2 separate regions of the Mus musculus genome follow, and region 1 is linked to region 2. The links are chromatin contacts, called in public HiCAR-type maps. All regions are on one chromosome and are shown on one strand. The core of a region is the stretch at or near the end of the contact, and the rest is flanking DNA. Distances in the headings are between cores, read along the strand shown. Region 1 holds the start of Mreg (melanoregulin). Region 2 holds the start of Spag16 (sperm associated antigen 16).

Region 1 (4,913 bases), core at 1,361-3,860, 2.4 Mb before region 2:
CAGGGTTTTCCTTGATACAGAGAAGTCTAAAAATAGAGGCTGGCCCCTTTCCTAGTTCTGCTCTGAAAACAAGCAGCTGATGGCACTGTAAGTCACCAGTTGCCCCAAGGGGACTGCCAACTCCACCGACATCAGGTGCCCAGGGACTCTCGGTAAATGTCAGATGCTACCATGTGCGGTAGGCGATACTGGTTAAGGCAGGCAGAGGAGCAGTGGGGCCTAACTCTCAAAGGGGAAGCTCAGAGCTTCCCTGCGAGGGATGTCTGAAAGGGGAAATGTGCTCAGCCACAAAGCCGAAGGTGGAGGAGAAGCAGCAGGAGCCAACTCCCAGGAAGACAACACTGTGACAGACACTGAGGTGATGAGCCTTAAAGAGCCAACAAACAGGTCAGGCTCAGTGGCTCAGCGAAAGGCAAGCCAGACAAGCCTCAGTTGGATCCCTGGGACCCACATTGTGGATGAAGAGAACCAACTATGGCCAAATCTGAACCCCACCTGTGTGTCAGGGCACTCATAGCTGCCCCAGCCCTGCCAAATAAATAGACGTAATAAGTGAGTTTTAAAAGGGATCTTCAACTGTTACTTTTTAAAATAAAAATCAGAACATCTTAATTTAAAAGTAGGCAGAAACCGAACACGCTAATCTTTGTTAAGGCTGAATGCTAACTTGATCCACTCATTAAAGAGACACAGTGGGTGGGTGAGCTGGGAAGTCAAGGGACTAACAGGAACAAAGCCCCTAGCACTGCATAAGCTGGGCGTGGCAGCACATACCTGTAATCTTAGCCCTTGGGAGATGCAGGCAGGAGAGTCAGAAGTTCAAGGTCATGTTCAGCTATATAGGGGGTTTGAAGTCATCCTGGCCTATATGAGACCTTTTCAAAATAAAACACTGGGGCCTGGGCCTGTAACTCAGGGCTTGAGTTTGGTGTGAGCAGGACCCTGGGTTTGACCTCTAGGCACGCACACCTCACCATGGCACTCATCCCTTTTCTTGCCTTATTTGTTCTCTAGTCTAACTAACTTAAAGTCTAACTAACTAGTCTAGTCTAACTAACTTAAAGTTAACATACTTGGAAAGTGCTTATTTCCTTGTCTAACCACCCCTCACCAGAATGTTCACTTTTTGCTGGTCTTGTTTACTGCTGTATCCCCATCCTAAAACATGCCTCACACATAGCTTAAATACTTCTCAAGTAAATCAGACTGGCAAAGGCAAGACAAAGAAGCAAAACACCTTCTGCTTTAGGGTTTTACTGATGTGAACAGACACCATGACCAAGGCAACTCTTCTAAGGACAACATTTAATTGGGGCTGGCTTACAGGTTCAGAGGGTCAGTTTATTATCCAGGCAGGCATGGTGCAGGAGGAGCTGAGAGTTCTACATCTTCATCTGAAGGCTGCTAGCAGAATACTGGCTTCCAGACAGCTAGGATGAGGGTCTTAAAGCCCACATCCACAGTGACACACCTACTCCAACAGGGCCACACTTTCTGATAGTGACACTCCCTGGGCGATCACACCTTGTATTTTATATTGAGTATAGGGTTTGTATGCCAGAGTCTAAATTTGAATTGCACACTGGAAAGCAATTTGGCAGGATTCATTAAAATTAAAGGGGTGGACTGGAAAGATGGCTCAGTGGTTAAGAGCAATGACTGCTTTTCCAGAGGTCCTCATTTCAATTCCCAGCAACCACATGGTGGCTCACAACCATCTGTTATGGGATCCAATGCCCTTTTCTGGTGTGTCTGAACACAGCTACAGTGTTCTCACATATGTATAAAATAAATCTTTTTTAAAAAAAAAATTAAAGGGGCATCTTATGACACAGCAAGTCGACTGCCACATCTTTATTCAGTTGGTGTAGAAGCTCCCAAGTGCAGCAGTTCAAGGATGTGCACTGCAGCCCTCAGTACAAAAGGCTGGGATTGGTTAACATGTTCACCATTATGTTCACGGTCTGGTTAAATAACACTGGCATCGGTAAGATTAGGTCTGCGTTAGGAAGACAGAAAGATACACATACAGTCTGCATGACATCAGTGAAAAGAGCCAGGCACAAAAATGTGTGCATGGGAAGGGTTGGAGGGAGAAAGGGAATGGTGAGGGTGGGTGGGGCAATGCAATGTTTTAATTTCAAAAGATAAAAACAAACAAACAAACAAAACCCCAAACAAAACAAAACCACAAACATTTGGTGCGGTAATCTGCTGCTTGGACATAAAAAAACAAAAGTGGGATTTCTGGGGGCTGGTGAGGTAGATGGCGCTACACAAGACAGGATTCTGTTCCCAGCACTCACATTGTAATTTACAAAAATAAATCTCTTGTAATATAACAGTTGTAGAACTCACAAGCGGTTGCTTTTTTTTTTTCCCCTAAGAGTGTTCAAGGGCTGGAAGTTTGAAAAAATAAAAAAACTTTTACAAAGCGTGTATTGTGGGAGACCATTTCCTTTGCAGAGAAGCCAATTAAAAGGACAGTTGGGTTCGGCCACGCGCAGCAGACCCCTGCTGCTCAGCGGTCACCTCCGGGGTTCTGCGGGGCGCCTGGAGCGCGCTCGCTCCCTAGAGGGCAGCCGTGGGCGTCGCAGGACGCATGCGCTCGGGCGGCACCCGGGGAATTAAAAGAGAGAGGGAAAAGCTCCCGCGGCAAACGCGCAGCTCGCGTCCCCACGGCCGGCCGCGGCGTGATGCGCACGGCCCGGCCCGTGACGCCGCGGCCGTCCCTGTCCCCGTCCCCGCGTCCCCGCCGCCATCGCGCGCCCGGCTCCGGGATCCCGGCGCCGGGCCTCGCTCCCCATGGGGCTGCGCCGCTGGCTACGGAGCGCCTGCTGCTGCTGCCCGTGCCGGTGCCTGGAGGAGCCCGCGCGGCCCGAGAAGGAGCCGCTGGTCAGGTGCGTATCGGGCCGCCTCGCGGGGTGGGGACCCGGGTGTCGTCTGAACCGGGGAAGGGGTGCTGTGAGGTCACACCGCGGTGCCACCCGGCCCCCCTCGGCCCCGGTCTCGCACAAGACGATTTAAGCTCCGGATCCTTGGTTCAGATTTTGTGTGGCTCCTCGGAGGCAGCGGATGCCCCTGGGAAACGCCACTGACTGCTGCAGGGGAAAGGGCCGGGAAGAGAAGTTTCCAGAGGGGGTCTCATCGGATGAGACGGACGAGCGTGGGTTTCCTTGGCACTGAGATGAAAAAAAAAAGTTTGGCTATCTCTTCCAATGTCATGACCGAAAGAAGTCGATTTCAGTGACTGAGGAAATCTTTCTCGTGATAAAACTATGCGTGCTGTACCAGTGACAGCCAATTGACTGTTCGGGGGTTTAAACTGAAATGTGGGGACATTTAATGCTCATTAGCTAATGTGCTAAGAGGCTTTGTGAAGGAACCCTGTGCACAGCTTTGCTTGACTTTTTTTTTTTTTCCCCTAAAGCGATACTTTAATATACGTATAAGCACGAGGGGTAGAAGAAAAAGGCACTCAGAAATAAGACATACCCAAGCGTGGTTGCCGGCTCCTAGAGAGAGAAGAGATAGGACTGTGATTTTTATTTTTCCTTAAAATGTTGGTTTTTTGTTTTTTGTTTTTTTCTTCCTCCCTATCGTGAGTTTGCTGAAATTAAGTTCCACCATGCCAGGTTAACCTTATCGAATGAGGTCCCACCAAGTCGTGCCCCAGGGAACAGAATTGAAATTAGGGCACAGGATGTAGGGTGGAATTCTAGGCTTGGTGAACAAGCGCAGAAGCCAGGACCCCTTCCTTAAGGGACACGCAACGAATCCAATCCTGCTTGCACAACTCTGGCAGAAGCAGCAAAGCATGGCTTTACCTTGCCCTACTCTGTCAAGTCCAGACACTTCCCCTGACTTTGCAGAGTTACATAACCCATCCTGCCTGTCTGCTCTTATTTTCCAGCGCATTAAGCAGGATGTACTTGCCCCTGTAGGAACAATCTACTCTTAGTCCCTCCAAGCTCCTGGCCAATGGTGACCTTTTGCCTTCTACCCTTTCCTAAAGTGGCCTTGTGGCCCCTTTTCATCTCCCTTTTGCGAGTCAGGACTTGGAATTATCATCTTGTTATCTGGTGAGGTGTTTCATGAAATATATCTAGATACCCAAGGCACCACACACACACACACACACACACACACACACACACACACACACAAATACACACACACACACACACACACACTCTGTCTTACTATGTAGACCTGGCTGACCTCTAACTCAGAGATCCGTTTGCCTCCTGGGTGATCTGATTAAAGGCGTTCACCACCCCTCCCGGCTACCATACTATGTTTGGTTGTTTTTGCTAATAGCCCTCTCACTTAGATTTTGAGATTACTTTGGGCTTGGAGAAATCTAAATTACCTATCTTTAATTTAAACAGCAAAAGCTAACCGTGTAGATTTTTATCTCAGGACTTTAGACTCTAGGTTCTTATGAAATACAGCCTTCAATTTACTTTCAGCCATTTTTTTTGTTTTTTGTTTTTGTTTTTTTTCTAGTGCTTTTTTTTTTTTTTATTCTTTTAGAATTGCTGGACTTCAGGTGCTTTTTATTTTGAAATTGAGACCTTCTCCTGTCTTGCTTTATGCTCAGTGGATGACAGTCTGAATTTTGTGACTTTCTTTCTTTTTTTAAAAGAAGATGAAGTTAGCTAGGCATGGTGGAACAGGGTCATGATCATAGCTCCTAGGCTGGGAGGCAGGAGAGTCAGGTGTTCAAAGCTGCCTTGGCCAAAGAAATCTAAACACAACACCCTATCTGAAAAGAAATGTTTAAAATTTACGAAGGTGGGGCTGGAGTGGCTCAGTGATTAAGAGCACTGGTTGCTCGTCCAGAGGTCCTGAGTTCAATTCCCAGCAACCACATGGTGGCTCACAACCATCTGTAATGGAATCTGATGCCC
Region 2 (4,419 bases), core at 370-2,869:
TGTTTAAAGTTTTATTGTGTAAGAATCCTATGTTTACTTTAAAAATACATCTTCAAAATGTTATCAATTGGTCTTATATTAATAACTAAACTATGCCCAGAGAAATCATTTCCATGACAAAAAATTTACAAATGTTTTGCTGGAATTCACTAGGAAGAACACTGGAAACCCTCATATTTGGTACAGATTAAATTAGACATAATAACATGATTTTTTTAAACTTTAAAGTGAACATTCTGAAACAGATTATAAAGATTCATTTATGACACTAAGGCAGCCCACATTTTTTCAAATTGATTTCAAGACTTAACTCCTATAAAAATAATTTTTATCCAATATAATACTACATATTTTCTGCTTAACTGAGCCTGTTAAAGCTCCCAAAATGAATCACTGCTGGATCTATGAGATCTTGAATTTAAAAACAAGATACTAAACCGGCCATGGTGGCGCATGCCTTTAATCCCAGCAGAAGCAGAGGCAGGCGGATTTCTGAGTTCGAGGCCAGCCTGGTCTACAAAGTAAGTTTCAGGACAGCTAGGGCTACACAGAGAAACCCTGTCTCAAAACAAAACAAAACAAAACACAACAAAACAAAAACAAAACCAATCCAAACAAAACAAACAAACAACAAAAACCCATACTATAACTATTCCAATAATAATAGTAATAGATTTTTTTACTGTCTTTAACATCTTTATAGATAGCCATTTTTCATTTATCTATTGTATGTATGTGGCTCTTATTTTCAAACACTGAGCATTAATCCAGAATTTCCTATCTAGAGAAGAGAAGGCTAAAGACTTACAAAAGAGTTAATGAACCTAATTATACATATAAAATTATTCGTTTTTTTTTTCTGGTACCTACATTCATAACTGCTCATCATGATCTGTTGCTTTTTTCCAAGCATTTGCCTGCTCATTCCACACACATTTATTAGCCCAATGTGGGGGGGGCGGCAGGGTATTACAGTGCTACCACTTAACAGCCAAAACCGAAAGAAACTACAGAGGAAGGTAGGCAACCCTATGGAGAGACCTGGTACAAGACCACAGGGTGCCCAAAGGTACATACAGATCTCCCTTAATATGTCAGTATCTGATGGAAGTTATTAAGAAGGTATGCTGAGGGTGTGTGTGTGTGTGTGTGTGTGTGTGTGTGTGTACCATTCATCAGAGAGTTGGAAGAGTTTTTGTGCCACCTTCATGCCAATTGCCTCCATCCTACAAGTCAGGGTGTAAATTACAAGGTCCTGGAAGGCTTCCCTACTCTGCTCATGACTGTAACCACAGATGAGCCTACACTCCTAAAATGGCTTCTGCTGGGACAGAGCTGGGCTGGCAAGGACTCCACCTGGAGGTCCCATGGACACTCCATCAATGGCGTCCACAGACGCCCCGACAGGAAGCCCCTACGCAGGCCCCGTCAGTCACCAGCCCGCCCGGGAGGCCACCAGAAGGATACGCTCCAGGTAGTAGGCGCCCTCGGAGGTCACCGCCTCTGTCACCTCGCCGGTGGGTGACAAGCCAATGCCCAGCTCCTCCAGCACCCGCAGCGGCGGGACCCCAGACGGAGCAGCCATGCTTGCAACTGCGCCCCTCGGTGCCCCTCCGACTGGCGTCGCGACTCTCGCGAGAACCCGGGACCCCTCACCCCGACCAGCGGGGCACCAAAAGGCCCCGGTCAAGCCCTCTGCGCGTCCGCAGTTACTACGGCAACGCGTTGCCTAGTTACCCCAGACGCCCCAGGAAGCTTGGACTGCAGACCTGAAGCCCAGAACCAGGGACTCATATTACATTTACACAAGCTACTTGTTTGGGTGTTTTTGTTTTCATTTTGTTTGCTTGCTTGCTTGCTTGCTTGCTTGCTTGCTTGCTTGCTTGCTTGCTTGCTTGCTTGCCTGCTTTAACGCCATTCTTTTCGGCTTCCTTTTTCTTCATTGCTTTCCTTTACTCTTTGTTTATCACATGCCAAAGTCGGTCCTCAATTTTTAGATGTGTAGAGAACCTCAAATATTTCTGGGGAAGGGAAGACTTAAGAAAAGGTGGGATACTTGTCTCTGTATTTCTAGAAGAAGTGGGGAAAGTTCTAGGAACCATTTTTGAGGAGCTCCTTAAACCCCTAGCAATGAAAAGTAGGGGTGCTCACCTTTATTACATCCTTTCTAGCAATCTTTTAATTCTTTTATGTGGACATCTGTTTGGACCGCGGCTTCCTACACACGGACTTGGAATAGTCCCAGTCGTATCAAATTATACCATTGATTTTTGCTGAGGTAAACTCACATCCATAAAAAATTATGAGCTACCTATGACCCTAACATAAAGTCTAATAGGTGATATTTGGGATAGGGCATGTAGTTAAGAACTAATGAGCTACCTCAGAGGGAAGGGAGCAGGGAAGAAGGGCAGGGAGGAGATGGAAAGGGGAAAGAGAAGGAATAGCGAGGAGGACAAGAAGGAGGGGGCAGGAGAGAACTGACTAATTTGTCCAATCATGTGTCTCATTGCTGTGATAGAAACTTCTGGTTTATATAGTGTATATACATAGGCATCATTAAGACCATCTTTCAGATTCTTTTTCTTTTTTAATTCTACATTCCTTAATGAACTCTGGTTGATAATTAAATAAAAGCTCACGTTTATTTAATTAAAAAAAAAATACTGGTAACTTCTAGAGGGGTGACTAAGAACCTGAAGGTTGGAATCCGTTTGCATTACTTCCTGTCTACAGCCACACCTAGGCCCGAGGATAATGTCACCTGCCTCAAGTGTTGTTATTAGCTATAAATCACCAGAGCATTAGCCACCTATTCAGAGCATACAGAGATAAGGAATATGAGCTGCTTCCATTACACTTGGTTTTGCGTCTTAGAATAAAGGTCACAATGGTATCTGAAGAGTTCAAGAGTTTGCTCACAGCAAACGTTCTGAGTGCCCATTCAATGCAAAGAAGCAAAAATACAGAAGAGGAATTCTGAAAATGGGGGATCCATTGGCTTACATCTGGCTTCATCTTTCAAATGGTTGACTGTAAACTGAACCCTGAAAAGTGGCCTGGGTGCGGAATGGTCAGGCACTGCTGATGCCTCAAAGGACAGGCAGAAACAAGAGACACATGGAGGACCATCCCTTGGAGCTTCTAATGTTTATTCTGTCGGCTACAAAGCCTGTTGTCTTTGAATGTAATGTATCATCTTCTACAAACAGGTTTATATTCTAGTGCTTACTAATTGTCTTACTTAAAGTTAGGCTCCTTGAACTACGGCTTTCGGTTCCCTTATAAAGACTTATAAGAGCCGCCTTACTATATATAAAATAATGGAAAAAAAATGGAAAGTAAAATATGTAAAGATTCTTATCATTTCCAGTACACCAGATATTTTCAATAAGTAATGTAAATAAAATATGCTTAAAATATTGTGACTGTGACAAGCCCAAATTTAATATTTTAAAGAGCTTAATATATAGGAATTGTTATTTAGTAAGGCATAATTCTTTTAGACATGGCCAGCGCTTGACATAAGAAATGGTTTGACAGAGTCCTGAAATACAAACTTCAGTCAGTATTAACTATGTGTGGTAGAGAAGTCAGAGATGTTTATTCAAAGGTGTGCAAATGGAAAAGAGATATTTTACACACATGCATCAAAATATATATATATATATATATGTATGTATGTCCATTATGTCAAGCTTCCAAATGACCAAGATAGAAACTGAGTTGCTAATCTATTTACTTCCACGTAGTAGATTTCAAATTTTAAACTCACCCAAGATGTATTACCCAATTACAACTGAACATATGTTCTATATGTACCTGATCATTAATGTTTTGAAAATTCAAATGCAGCCAGGCATGGTGACACACACCTTTAATCCCAGTACTTGGGAGGCAGAGGCAGGCGGATTTCTGAGTTCAAGGCCAGCCTGGTCTACAGAGTGAGTTCCAGGACAGAGAAACCCTGTCTATAAATAAATAAATAAATAAATATTCAATTGCAAAGAAATTAAGCATTTAATTGTGTAAGTCCTTTGATACCTACAGTGGCTAGAAATGTTTAAAAAAACAATTTAATGTAAATATCTTAACATGACAAAGATAATGCTTGTGGACGCAGAAGAGGGAAGTTTGTGATACCTGCTGCTCTCTTAGAAGAGCTCTGTCTTAGCAAAGGTAAATAAATGTCATTTTTAAAAATTAGAAACGGGAAGAGAGAGGGAGAACACACTTTAGATCACCATGGTAGTTTGTGTTATGGTATATTTTTATCCTATACTTTTTAAAAATTATTATTGGTGTATTTTTACATGCTTCCTTAAAGGGGCAGGGGGAGCCAGGAGCCTGAGCGATTTTTGATGAATGAGCAGGAAACTGCTTTGTGCTTTGCCTGTGCTCCTGAAAGAGGTAAACAAG

What was found. HiCAR-type assays count read pairs that join an accessible place to other places.
Region 1: a HiCAR-type map of astrocytes shows a contact between it and region 2, with 8 times the contacts expected there. The contact joins the promoter of Mreg here to the promoter of Spag16 in region 2. A contact is called at or near these places in 2 of 39 promoter capture datasets (hippocampal neurons and liver) and 1 of 115 datasets of contacts at active chromatin or transcription factors (astrocytes).

The regions. Positions count from the first base shown.
Region 1 is chr1:72,210,004-72,214,916 of GRCm38.p6, reverse strand. It overlaps Mreg (melanoregulin), which reads left to right and starts at 2,610. Exons shown (of 5, transcript NM_001005423.2): 1 at 2,610-2,900. The coding sequence starts at 2,806.
Region 2 is chr1:69,824,170-69,828,588 of GRCm38.p6, reverse strand. It overlaps Spag16 (sperm associated antigen 16), which reads right to left and starts at 1,619. Exons shown (of 17, transcript NM_029160.3): 1 at 1,468-1,619. The coding sequence starts at 1,585.